Linked DNA regions of Sus scrofa: all the other regions are linked to region 2. A link is a contact called in public HiChIP or PLAC-seq and promoter capture Hi-C data. All regions are on one chromosome and are shown on one strand. The core of a region is the stretch at or near the end of the contact, and the rest is flanking DNA. Distances in the headings are between cores, read along the strand shown.

Region 1 (3,462 bases), core at 333-2,832, 210 kb before region 2:
ATAAGTGGAGAAAATTAATTAAATCCAACTTTTTGATCCGTATTTTTTTCCTACATCGTTGACATCTGCCAATGCTTATCAATTCTTAAGCATTAACAGATGATAAAATACATATCATCATGAGCAATTAGTTACATATGTTAATCCTCACAAAACCAAGAACAGGCATGTATCATTAATCCAATACTACAGACTAAGGTTTAAAGAGGTGATATAATCTGGGCAAGATCACAAAATAAATGGCAAGGTCTAACTTTGAACTTAAACCCTCTGTCTCCAAAGTCTGGCCTCTTAACCACTTTACAACACTATTTTCAAGTATTAATAACTAAATTATTTTTAGTTTCTTTTTGCTTTTCTAGATGTGTATTCTTGACTGTTGTTTTTTTAATGTAAGCATCGTTTCCTATTTTTAACTAGCTAAATTATTCCTGGTTTCTATGACGGCAATTCCAGGATCCCCATGAGTGCAAATATCCAAATGGGAACCCCGATCTAACCTCTACGAGCTCTCTAGTGAGTCTTCTGGCATTCTTTTCTTAAACGAGAGAAATAAGCTTACAACCAATTCAAGATCTAACATAACGACCTACGTATATCTATTTATTAAAGACTTCTCGCGTGCGGATAAGAAGCTGATTTTTCTTCCCCAGTGGTTTGAAAGAAGGCAAAACCCCGGATGACCCGCACAGGAGAGCTGGGATTGCAATTCATCAGATCTCTCACCTTCCGAGAGCCATTAATACATGATGTTTGAGGGTCAAAACGAGACACTGGGACAAGTGAGTCCTGGTCACCGTCTCTAAGGGGAAGCGGCACAGACACAAATATACTTCCCTGCTCGGCGGTACCAAGGACCTTATCTTAAAGAGTGCTTAGAGACCAGGGGTGCACCAGGCCTCCCCTCCGCCGACGACTCAAGAGGTGCGGTGGGGGATAGCACGAGCTTTCCAGCAGTCGCCCAGCCACACTCCCGCTGTGCCACCCATCTCCCCGCAAGTTCCTGGGGGAAGGGCTTCCCGTCCCTTCGCTCAGGACCTGAAGACCGAAGAAGCCAAACCTCGGCCCCACCTGGGCGCGGCTTCGGCGGCCAGGCCCAGAGCACTCACCATCGTTCTCGTCGCTGTGCCGCCGCCGTGACATGCCGCACGTTGTGTATGCGGCGGAGCCTAGACGCCGGGCGGGAAGAGCGGCAGGAACCGTCGGGCAGCCGGCCGGCGCGAGGACAGCGGCGAGGCTCACGAAGTGGCCCGCGCGCAGGCGCACTCGCTCGCGACGGCTCCCGGAAGCGCAAGGGGGAGAAGTGGCCGGGTGGGCTCGGCGGGCTCGGATCCCGGAGAGCCGGCGTCTGGAACCTCACCAAGCCACTGCCGCCTCGTCCGCACGCAACCGCCCCCTCGGGCTGCCTCCGCCTCTCCGCTGCTTCCTTCGCCCGCCTCCGCGGGAAGTCCTTCCGGGGCCACGCGGAGAGCACCGCCTCCCCAGGCGGCCGGAGCCCGCAGGCCGCGAGCCACGCCTTGGCGGGGGTGGTCTAGGAGGGACGCTCTAGTTCAGACTCCCTCCACTTCAGACTCCCCCCCGGGCCTCTCAGTGGTTTTCCCGGCGGCCCTTTCGCTAACGGCCTAGACTTCCGGGGCGAGGTGAGGTCCCCGGCGTTCCTTCCTACGTAAACAGGGGCGGGGGCTGGAGGTGCAAGGGTGGTGAGAGGTGACAATTGCTAGGCGGAGACGGTTTGGTGAAGAAAGATCTAAGAAAGGATCTGGACTGGCGGGTACGTGCTCATCTTTCTCCCACTTCCGGGCCTCTGCCGACTCGGGAAAGCTGGGAGGAGAGATTGGGCCAGGCCCGGCGCGCGGGGTGGGGCCCAAGCGGGAAGCGGCGCCGCTCGAGCAGCTCTGGGGACCGAAAGACCCTGCCTAGCTTGAGCTTGCTGCTCTGCGGTTAGCTTCTGACCGTCGTCTGACCTCTCGCCCCTCTGAGTTGTTGATCGCTTTAGTAATGTTTCCAGTGGTTATTGGATACTTCCATTATGTGTATGTGAATATTCTCCGCCCTGACCTCTGTGGTGAACACCACGGCTGCTTATCTGCTTTGTCGATGGCCATTTGAAATTTCACACGCGTGAAATGAACCTTTCATTCTCCTAGCCTAACCTAGCCTAACCTATTGCTCCTTCACTTTTACGCATCCATCCGATTGCTTAATCCAAAAATGTAGGTAGGAGTCATTCTTGGCTCCTTACTTACTACCTAATGAACTATCAGTAAACCTTATCAGCTCTACTTTCAAAACCGATCTGGAATCAGTTACTCCTTTTTTACTACTCTCTCATGACTTTGCGATGTAAAGTAACCTGACCTACAGGGTCCTACTCTTTTATCACTATGCTCCAACAATTCTTACTTTCTTCCTGTACCTCCAGTAAGGCAAGCTTGTTCACCCTTTAGGCATTTATATTCCTTTGCCTGAAGATTTCTACCCTTAAGTATGCATGGATGGCTCCTTGGCATTTCAGTCCCAGCTCAAGCATCAGCCCCCTTAGGAATCCTTCCCTGGCCACCCAACCTTTTACTCCATACCACAAATATTGTATTTATTATGTGCCAGGCAGTGTTCTAGACATTGAGGAGGCTGAGGTGAACGAAGGAAAACCCCTGCTTTCTCAGTGCTGATGACCGGTTGAGGAATCCAGCAAACTGCAGTCAGAGGTGGTGGGCAAAAATAGAAAAAGATGCGATTAGGGTGTGGTGGGAAAGGCTTTATAAGAACCTTGGACTTTATCTGATGCCTTTAAAAGCCTTTGGAGGGAGAGATCTGACTTATTTTTAAAGTCACCCCTCTTGCTCTTACGGGAGAAGGGCAGTTAGGCAATTGCAATAATTCATGCAAGAAATAATGGTTGCTTAAGTGGGGTTGGTAGGGAAGGTAGTGCAGTGTCATCTGATGTGATTATATTTCAAAAGCAGAATTGACAGGATTTTCAATACTCTGAAAGAGTGAGGAGACAAGAATCCCAAAGTTTTTTCCTGAGTAACAGGAAGAATGGAATTGTTGTTTACAGAGGTGAGGAAGACAAGGAGAGCAAGTTAAGAGCTGGATTTTTTTTTTCTTTCTAATAGTTTGGTTTATTGTTTATTATTTATTTTTTGTCTTTTGAGGGCACATGGAGGTTCCCAGGCTAAGGGTCAAATTGGAGCTGCAGCCAATGGCCTGCACTACAGCCACAGCAATGCAGGATCCAAGCTGCGTCTGTGACCCATACCATAGCTCATGGCAACGCCAGATCCTTAACCCACTGAGCAGGCTGGGGATGGAACCTGTATCCTCATGGATACTAGTCAGATTCATTTCTGCCGAGCCTCGATGGGAACTCCTGTTTTTTATTTTATTATTTTTAAGGCCCTATCTGCAGCATATGGAAGTTCCCAGGCTAGGGGTCAATTCAGAGCTGTACCTGCTGGC
Region 2 (3,845 bases), core at 744-3,243:
AAGCAAAGCATTCATTCTATGTCAAATCTCGGTTCTCAGAAATAGCACTTGCTCACAGAGTCAGCACTTAAGAGTTGGATTCTATTTTTCCTTTACATTCATATGAAGTCTCTAACTAGACTGTACTGCACTGAGAACTTAAAGAGACATCCTTCAAAGAGTTAAATCTCTAGGTACAAAATACAATAGTTCATTCAGCCATGTTCAACTAGGACACTTAAAAGGGCATTAGCAGGGATTACATTTCATTTCCAATCTACAGGGGCTGTAATCTGAAGGCACCACCAAGTGCTACTTCACAGTCTCACTATGTTTCTCTAGCACACAGGGAGGCTGTGGGCTGGCAAAGGGCCCTGGACGGGAGGCACAGGGGATGTAGGTTCTACCCCGGTTGGCTCCACAGCCATTTCCCGCACCAGCACAGTTCATGATGCTCCCTGAATGGCAGTTGAGTGAACGTGCAGAAACCTCCACCATGGTCCAATTTATATGATAGACAGAACTTAAAGTTATGTCCCTGCCTCCAAGAGAGTGAAACACAATTATGTAAAATATGGGAAGTCTGGTGGAAGGAAAAGAGTTAACACTTCTTTATTACTATGAGTCAAAGGGACTACAGTAGTTATTTCACAAAAGCCTTGCAAAGTTAAGTATTTCCAATTGATAAACAGAAAGCCAGGCTCAAAAACACTATGTAATTTGTTCAATTTACACAATTACGAAGTGGAGAAGCCCAGAAGCCAAGTCTGCAAAGCTCCCACTATGCACAGTATGCAACACCAGCACATCAAAGCAGATGGGGAATAGGGACTTGGGTCTAATTTTCACTTCGGTCATTAAATTGTCATCTATCACAAGGCAGGGCACTTTTCAGCAAATTTTCCACCTGCACGAAAGTGGGGAAGGAGGGATGACCCAGATCAGTGGTATTTTTGTTTTCGTTTTGTAGGGTGGCTTTCGGGAATCTTTGGGGCCAAGACGTTTTCTAACATCGCTGTTTCCCTTTCCAGTTCTTTGAAATTGTTTGGGAGTGAGTGGTGCCCTTGGTTATGTATGGAAATGTACTGCACCTACCCCCTCAAGGAGATCTGAGCAGAACAGTCATGCGGGCTCCGAGCCCTTAAACTGAGGCTGAGAACCTGACCCTGTTGGGGGTTCTGGCGAAAGTAAAGAGACAACTCACTCTTGGATTCATATTTCCCTCCTTACTTGGTGCTCTGTACCCACCAGGTGCTCGCGGTTTAAGAGAAGCGGATAGTTATTTGTGTCCTACATTACTTAAGCGGCTTGCAGGGCTGGTCTGTAAAGAGAGGTCCGTGCCTTTAAGGAACTTAAAGTTCACGGTGTAAAATACGGGAGTTCAATAGCCAGGGGGCCCGGCTATCCCTTGCTCCAAGCGGGCGGCTGGGGGCCCCTGCGCCGGTACCAGGAACCACTTCCTGGTCATCATCTCCCGCCCCCTGTCCACACCCCCCTGCTGCATTTCCCCACTGCACTGAGTTTCCCAGGCGTCAGGGGTCCGTCCGACTCCCCAGGGGTGAACGCCCAGACAGCCCCGAGCGGTCGGGGGAGGGGTCCCATCAAAGATTTACAACACAACGCTCTGGAACTCCAACTCCCTGGAGCCCAGCCCGCTTTCCTGGGTGGAGACCGGGGCATCCTCTGCGGCTGCAGGGAAGAGGCCCGGGGTCCATTCGAGTCCCGCTCGGGCCACTGTTCCGCTAGCGACCCAGGTGCGTTGTGCCAGCCTGAAACCTCGCCAAACCTCGCCCGGCACCTGTCGTTTCTGCAGCCGGCGGGACCTGCGCTCACCTCGTTCTGGGGGCCTGCGGCCCGTCCCCGCGCCTCTGGGCCCGGCTCTCGCCGCCGTCTCCGCCAGGGCCACAGCCGCAGCCACCGCCCACTTTCGGTTTCCCCAGCACGGCCGGAGCCGCCGCTGCCGCCGCCGCCGCCGCCGCGGCTCGGGAATCACCTCAAGCCCCCGCCCCGCCCTGCTCGGCCCCGCCCCGCTCCGCCCCTCCCCGAGGGCAGCCCGGCTTCGGCTCTGCGCACGCGCGGGCACCCCGGCCGCGTCCGCCCACGCCGGCGTCCGCGCGTGGGAAGGGAAACCGACGCCGCCTAGCGGTTTCTGCGCGTGCCCACGCACGGGCCGTCGGCGGAAGACGACGGCAGGGCGGGCGCAGGAGCGCCTCCACGTGGACGATGCAAGAACGGGCGGGCCGGGAAGACCCGGGACCCAGCCCACTTCACCAGCACATGTGTGCGCCTGCTATTGCATTCGCGTACCCGTCAGATGTCTCATTCAGCTCTCGCTCAGTCTTTTCTTCGTTTCTGGGGCAGTTACTTTTTATTCTCTCAGACACCCACCTGGTCCGCTCATTTCCTTTCGGTCTTTTCTCAAGGGTTACCCTTTCGAGGAGGAGCCACCTTCTCAAAAATGTCTTCTCCTTCGCTAACATTCCCTGTCCCAACGCCTTCTCACCTTTCTCTCTCCTTAGCACCCGGGTAGCACACTCTATGTGTTTTACTTACCTTTTCGTTGTCTACTGTCCTCCTCAGATTAAAACTCTATGAGCTCAGGGATCTTTGTTTTGTTCCGTAATCTATTCCCAGAACCAAGAATAGTCCCTGGCACAGGGTAGGCTGACATAAACATTTCTCAAATTCATTTATTCATTCATTTGTTATAAAATTACTGAACACCTAGTATTCACTTTTTTTTCTGCACATTAATTCTACCAACATTTATTGGGCATATTGGTTTGTATTCCTTAAACCAACTATAAACACTTTGCTGCATTCATTCTATATGCCTTTACTGAGGGCCTACTATTTATTCAAACAGTATTTTTTACAGCTTTATTAAAGTATAATTGACATGCTACCCATGTTTAAAATGTACACTATGATGTTTTGACATGTGTATACAGCTGTGAAACTAGCACTGCTGTAAAAATAATGAACATATCTGTCTCCCCAAAAGAGTTTTCTCATGCACGTTTATAATCCTCACCTCATGTGCCTCTGTCCCTTGCCTTATCAACTGCAGCTTTGTTTTCTGTAGCTATAGATTAGTTTGTTTTTTCTAGAATTTTATATAAACAGAATCATATATGTGCTGTCTTTTTTGGGGGGGGGGGAATCCAGCCTCTTTCACTCAGCAGAAGCATGTTGAGATTCATCCATATTGCTGTGTGCACCAAGAGTTCAAGTCTTTTCATTTCTGAGTAGTATTCCATTGTATGGGTGTATGAAACCTACCATATGACCCAGCTATTCCATTCCCAGCATTTACCCAAGGGAAATGAAAACATACGTCCACATAATGACCTGGACAAGAATATTCATAGCAGTTTTGTTTGTAACAGCCAAACAGGAGAATAACACAGACCTCCATCAGTAGGCGAATGGACATTTGTATATTTGTACATACAACTACCCTGTACAGAACAACTGCTATTAATAGAGTGCCTACTATGTTAAGGCACAAGCCTGTGCTTGAGGAGCTTTAGATTCAGTGAAAAGAGGTAGTGGGCAATGAAGATGGAGATTGGAAACAGACTCTGGAAGGCCTGATAGCCATGCTTAGGAGTTTGGGCTTTTTTTCAAAGGCAATGGGAAACCGTTCAACGTCTTCTCTGAACACTGCTCTCTTTTTTATGCCCACATCTAGTCCCTGACTAAATCTGCCCAAATGTCTCTCCTTGGCAATTTTTTCATCCCCACTGCTGTATTTCAGTCTATTTCAGATATCTCTTTTCCTTCTCTCCCCTCCATTCTGCTCCAAACACTGCATTGGACTTAATAAACCTAATACACAACCAGATTCAATTTGGACTCTGCAG
Region 3 (3,737 bases), core at 729-3,228, 180 kb before region 2:
TTCTTGATCCAAAAATCAGTTTGGCAACCTTAATCTTGAGGTTCTTAAAATTTAAAGGAGTGTTAATAAAGAATGTTGATCTGTCTCGTTTTCTAGAGAGCTAAGATCAAATTTGTAATAAAGTATCTTACAACGCTTTTAAACCACATGGAAGAGGGTGCTGTTTTTTCATGTCTCGTATTTTAAATGCACCTGAAACACCACACAGCAAGGCCACCCAAACGGGGCTCCAGGGGGTAAGTCACTGCTGCTATAATATCGTCTTCAGTAAGATCTGCTGGTTCAGGGGCTTCTTAGTTTTTAAATAATAACCAGACTGAACTTCTGTGACTAAAGAAAAACTTCACATTAACCATAGTTTATAAAAGTTTCAACTACAACCACTAGCTAACCTAAAACCTTAGTGCATAAAGAACTGAACCACAGCAGGGTCTGTGCCGGCACTTTGCCTTCCGGTTTCCACTGCAGAGCACAGCTTATCAGTAGGACACGTCCAGTTCAAAGGCGTGGTCAGCACCCGCACACACTAGATGCCACTCCGGCACTTGGGAATGATGGGCCCGGTCAAGTCTGCCAGCCTTCTCTTCCTCACTGGAAAGGAAAGATGAGACATGAACCAGCTGTCCCTGTGCATCAGGAGCCACCACCATGGCTGAGTGCTGGGAGGCTTCTCACCAACTTCCATTAGCACAGTCTGGAGTCTGTTGTTTTTTGATTGATTTTTTTTTTCTTTTTTTTTTGGTGTGGAAGTTCCTAGGCCAGAGATTGAATCCATACCACAGCTGTAACCAGAGCCACAGCAATGACAAGACCAAATCCTCAACCCGCTGAGCCACCAAGTCTGTTGTTCTTAAAGGACAGTTGTGAGTGGTCACTGAGGAGGGTCTCTAACTGGCGTGGATTTGTTCATGAACTACTTGTATATCGCCAGTCACACAGATAGAAAGCCCACTTCATCCAATTCTGCTCTCTTCCTTTGTGTACAGAGGCTCTGTGGTTGGAGATCCTTACTTTGGTTCAGATAAGAGTTCAGTTCAATCAATCTTAATGAAATCTTAACCTGCTGGAAACATTTCGCCCAGCCTTCTCAGAGCTCCTGGCCTGCCTGTGTAAACAGCCGTGTCTGCCCTGAAAATTACTCTGGATTATCTGTGTCTCCTTAGGGTTAACCTTGACATTTTCCCAGGGCAAGACAATCTAGGCCCAAACACTGTTCACATAACAACGTAGTTGAATGTTGTAAAGAGGGAAGCATAAGCCAGGGGGTTGCAGGCTGAGGTTATTAGCTTGCAGGTAGTGGGATGGTTGCCAGCAGGCCAGGGGTAGGGGTCCCCTCTGTTGTAACAAGGAAGAGAGAGTGTGTGAAACAAATGACTGTGCCTGCAGATGAAAACCAAGCAGTAAGCTAGGTCAGCCACAAGAGAAAGGTCAAAGACCTCTGTAGAACCAGTAGGTGCAGTCAAGGGGGCTGCTGGTGTGGCAAAGGCAGGAAGCTATTGGGAGAAGAAAAAAGTGTCTATGCTTAGAAGTGTTTTCCAGTTCCCGAGCCGAGCAGGTAGATGCATATGAGCTGCACCAAGAACTGAATGGGCCTGTGCGGGACACTGAGCGTACAAAGCAGAACCACCAGGAAGGTGTGTCACTCAGGCTGTGGCTAGGAGCCGGCACGGAGGGACACGGGAGCACACAGGCCGCCCACTCTGGGGCCTAGAATTCAAACTTTGCCTGAACTCCTCCTCTCCTCTCCACTCCCCCAGAAAGAAAAATTAATGTAAATCAGCGGCAGTCTCCTGGAGAGAGGACTGTGTCTGGCCAGATTCCTGGAGACCATCAGAATGCTCAAGAGCTGTGGGAGAACAAAAACCAAAGCCCAGAGAGCAGAAGAGGTTTGCCCAAAGCGACCCAAGGGGTTACATGAGCCAGGCTTGGCTCTATCTCCGTTAGCTGTACAAGCGTCACACCCCTTTCACTCTCAACCCCTCATTGGCGCCCCTCCAGCAGTCCTGGAGTGTCAGTGTTGTTAGCATTGCCACGTTATGGCAGACAGGGTACATTTCTTGCTCAAAGCAATAGAGCTGGTACCAGATGGAACAAGGCTGGTGAGCCGCAGTTCAGTGCTCCCTTGGAACAGTCTATATTGTCCCTGTCTATATAGGCTCTATATATGGTCCACATCTCATCTGATTCTCACAAGGAGGACTGGCTCCTTTCCCCTGGAGAAGAGAAGGGAGCCAGGGTCCCTGAGAGTGAGCAGAAGAGCCAGGACAAGAACCTGAGTCCCCAGCCCATGGCCCAGGGTACAGAAAGGGATCCTGTGCTTTATGCCCCTACACGCCCTCATGTATGCTGGGCTATGCCTGTGTAGGGTTCCCCTGGCATCAGCTTTTACAGCAACTGGATGGGGAGAAGGGAGAGGCATCCACTTACTCAGGAATTAATTTTCCCCATTTTAAAAATGAAGATGGAGTTCCTGTCGTGGTGCAGCAGAAACAAATCCAACTAGGAACCATGAGGTTGCAGGTTCGATCCCTGGCCTTGCTCAGAGGGTTAAGCATCTGGCGTTGCAGTGAGCTGTGATCTGGCGTTGCTGTGGCTCTGGCGTAGGCTGGCAGCAACAGCTCTGATTAGATCCCCTAACCTGGGAACCTCCATGTGCCGCAAGTGTGGCCCTAAAAAGACATAAAATAAAATAAAAATGAAGGTAATTGAGGCCAAGAGAGGGAAGTAACTTGCCTCAAGTCACAGTGAATAGGAGACACAACTGGGAGCAGAAGCCAACGCTCCCACTATCCTTCAAATCAGCCTGTTTTTTACTTCATCAAAGCAAACTCCTCTGCATTGCTTATCATTACAACTGACAACTGTCTGTTGTCAGAGCTGGAAGGAATCCAACCAAGTCTTGCACTCCCTCCACTTCGCACCAGGCTTTAGACCTCCATATTGCTTTGGGGGAGCATTTTATATTCATTTATATTCCTCAGCGCTTACTGAGTGCCTATGATGTGCCAAGCACAGGGATCAGAAAGATGAATGGGGGACCAAGATAGAACTACATCAAGTTTGATAAAATACTGCAAGTTCCCTGGTAGATCTCCATCAAGTCTGAGAGGCACAATGGATGAAGTGGTCACATCTTCCAAGGTCGGTGGTTAAGTTGCCCACTGAATCTTGATCCTGCTGAATAGCATTGAGAACTATGTCTAGATACTCATGTTGCAACAGAAGAAAGAGTGGGGGGAAAACTGTAATTGCAATGTATACATGTAAGGATAACCTGACCCCCTTGCTGTACAGTGGGAAAATAAAAAAAAAAAAATAAATAAATAAATAAAATAAAATAAAATAAAATGATAAAGGGGTAGACGGGAAAGTACAGGAAGCTTTAGGAGTAATAATCCTCTCAAGGGAGGCTTCTGCCTGGGTCACTAGGAGGCCCCCAAGCTACCTGGACTGGTTGGTACTAATAAGGCAGGAGGATGGCTTGTCAGGGTGTTGAGAGTTGAGTCTGGCAGGGCCTCACCCAGGAGGTGGGGAGCACAGGTTCCGGGCCAGACTGCCAGTTCAGTCCCACTTTCGCCCATGGACAGGGGTCATCTTACCCACGTCTCTAGGCTGTGGCATGGGGATGGTAACAGCACCTGCCTCCCCTGGCTGTTGGTGACATTATGGCAGTTAGTAAGGCTGTAGAGCAGTGCCTGGCACACAATAAGCACCATGGAAGTATCAGCTTTGATTCC

What was found. Promoter capture Hi-C pulls out the DNA fragments that hold promoters and counts their contacts. HiChIP or PLAC-seq counts read pairs in DNA pulled down with a chosen protein or histone mark.
Region 1: a promoter capture Hi-C map of liver shows a contact between it and region 2, with 5 times the contacts expected there. The contact joins the promoter of NCBP1 here to the promoter of TDRD7 in region 2. A contact is called at or near these places in 2 of 5 promoter capture datasets (fetal liver and liver), 10 of 47 Hi-C or Micro-C datasets (alveolar macrophages, embryonic fibroblasts, heart right ventricle and 3 more) and 2 of 2 datasets of contacts at active chromatin or transcription factors (alveolar macrophages and skeletal muscle).
Region 3: a contact with region 2 is called in an H3K27ac HiChIP or PLAC-seq map of skeletal muscle. The contact joins the enhancer-like site here to the promoter of TDRD7 in region 2. A contact is called at or near these places in 1 of 5 promoter capture datasets (liver), 14 of 47 Hi-C or Micro-C datasets (blood, brain, embryonic fibroblasts and 10 more) and 2 of 2 datasets of contacts at active chromatin or transcription factors (alveolar macrophages and skeletal muscle).

The regions. Positions count from the first base shown.
Region 1 is chr1:239,490,697-239,494,158 of Sscrofa11.1, reverse strand. It overlaps NCBP1 (nuclear cap-binding protein subunit 1), which reads right to left and starts at 1,582. Exons shown (of 24, transcript XR_002336867.1): 1 at 1,110-1,582. It overlaps TSTD2 (thiosulfate sulfurtransferase/rhodanese-like domain-containing protein 2), which reads left to right and starts at 1,276. Exons shown (of 10, transcript XM_005660262.3): 1 at 1,276-1,640.
Region 2 is chr1:239,283,776-239,287,620 of Sscrofa11.1, reverse strand. It overlaps TDRD7 (tudor domain-containing protein 7), which reads right to left and starts at 1,993. Exons shown (of 17, transcript XM_001924680.5): 1 at 1,813-1,993.
Region 3 is chr1:239,462,997-239,466,733 of Sscrofa11.1, reverse strand. It overlaps TMOD1 (tropomodulin-1), which reads right to left. Exons shown (of 10, transcript XM_003353588.5): 10 at 1-591. The coding sequence ends at 527. TSTD2 (thiosulfate sulfurtransferase/rhodanese-like domain-containing protein 2) reads left to right here. Exons shown (of 10, transcript XM_005660262.3): 10 at 1-143. Among named protein-coding and RNA genes, the nearest start is that of NCBP1, 28 kb to the left of the region's middle. Within about 2 kb of position 1,978, at least 16 of the 83 cell types and tissues checked have an H3K27ac peak or open chromatin away from gene starts, as enhancers often do. A contact at or near this core is called in fetal skeletal muscle, omental adipose tissue and skeletal muscle, where this site is marked.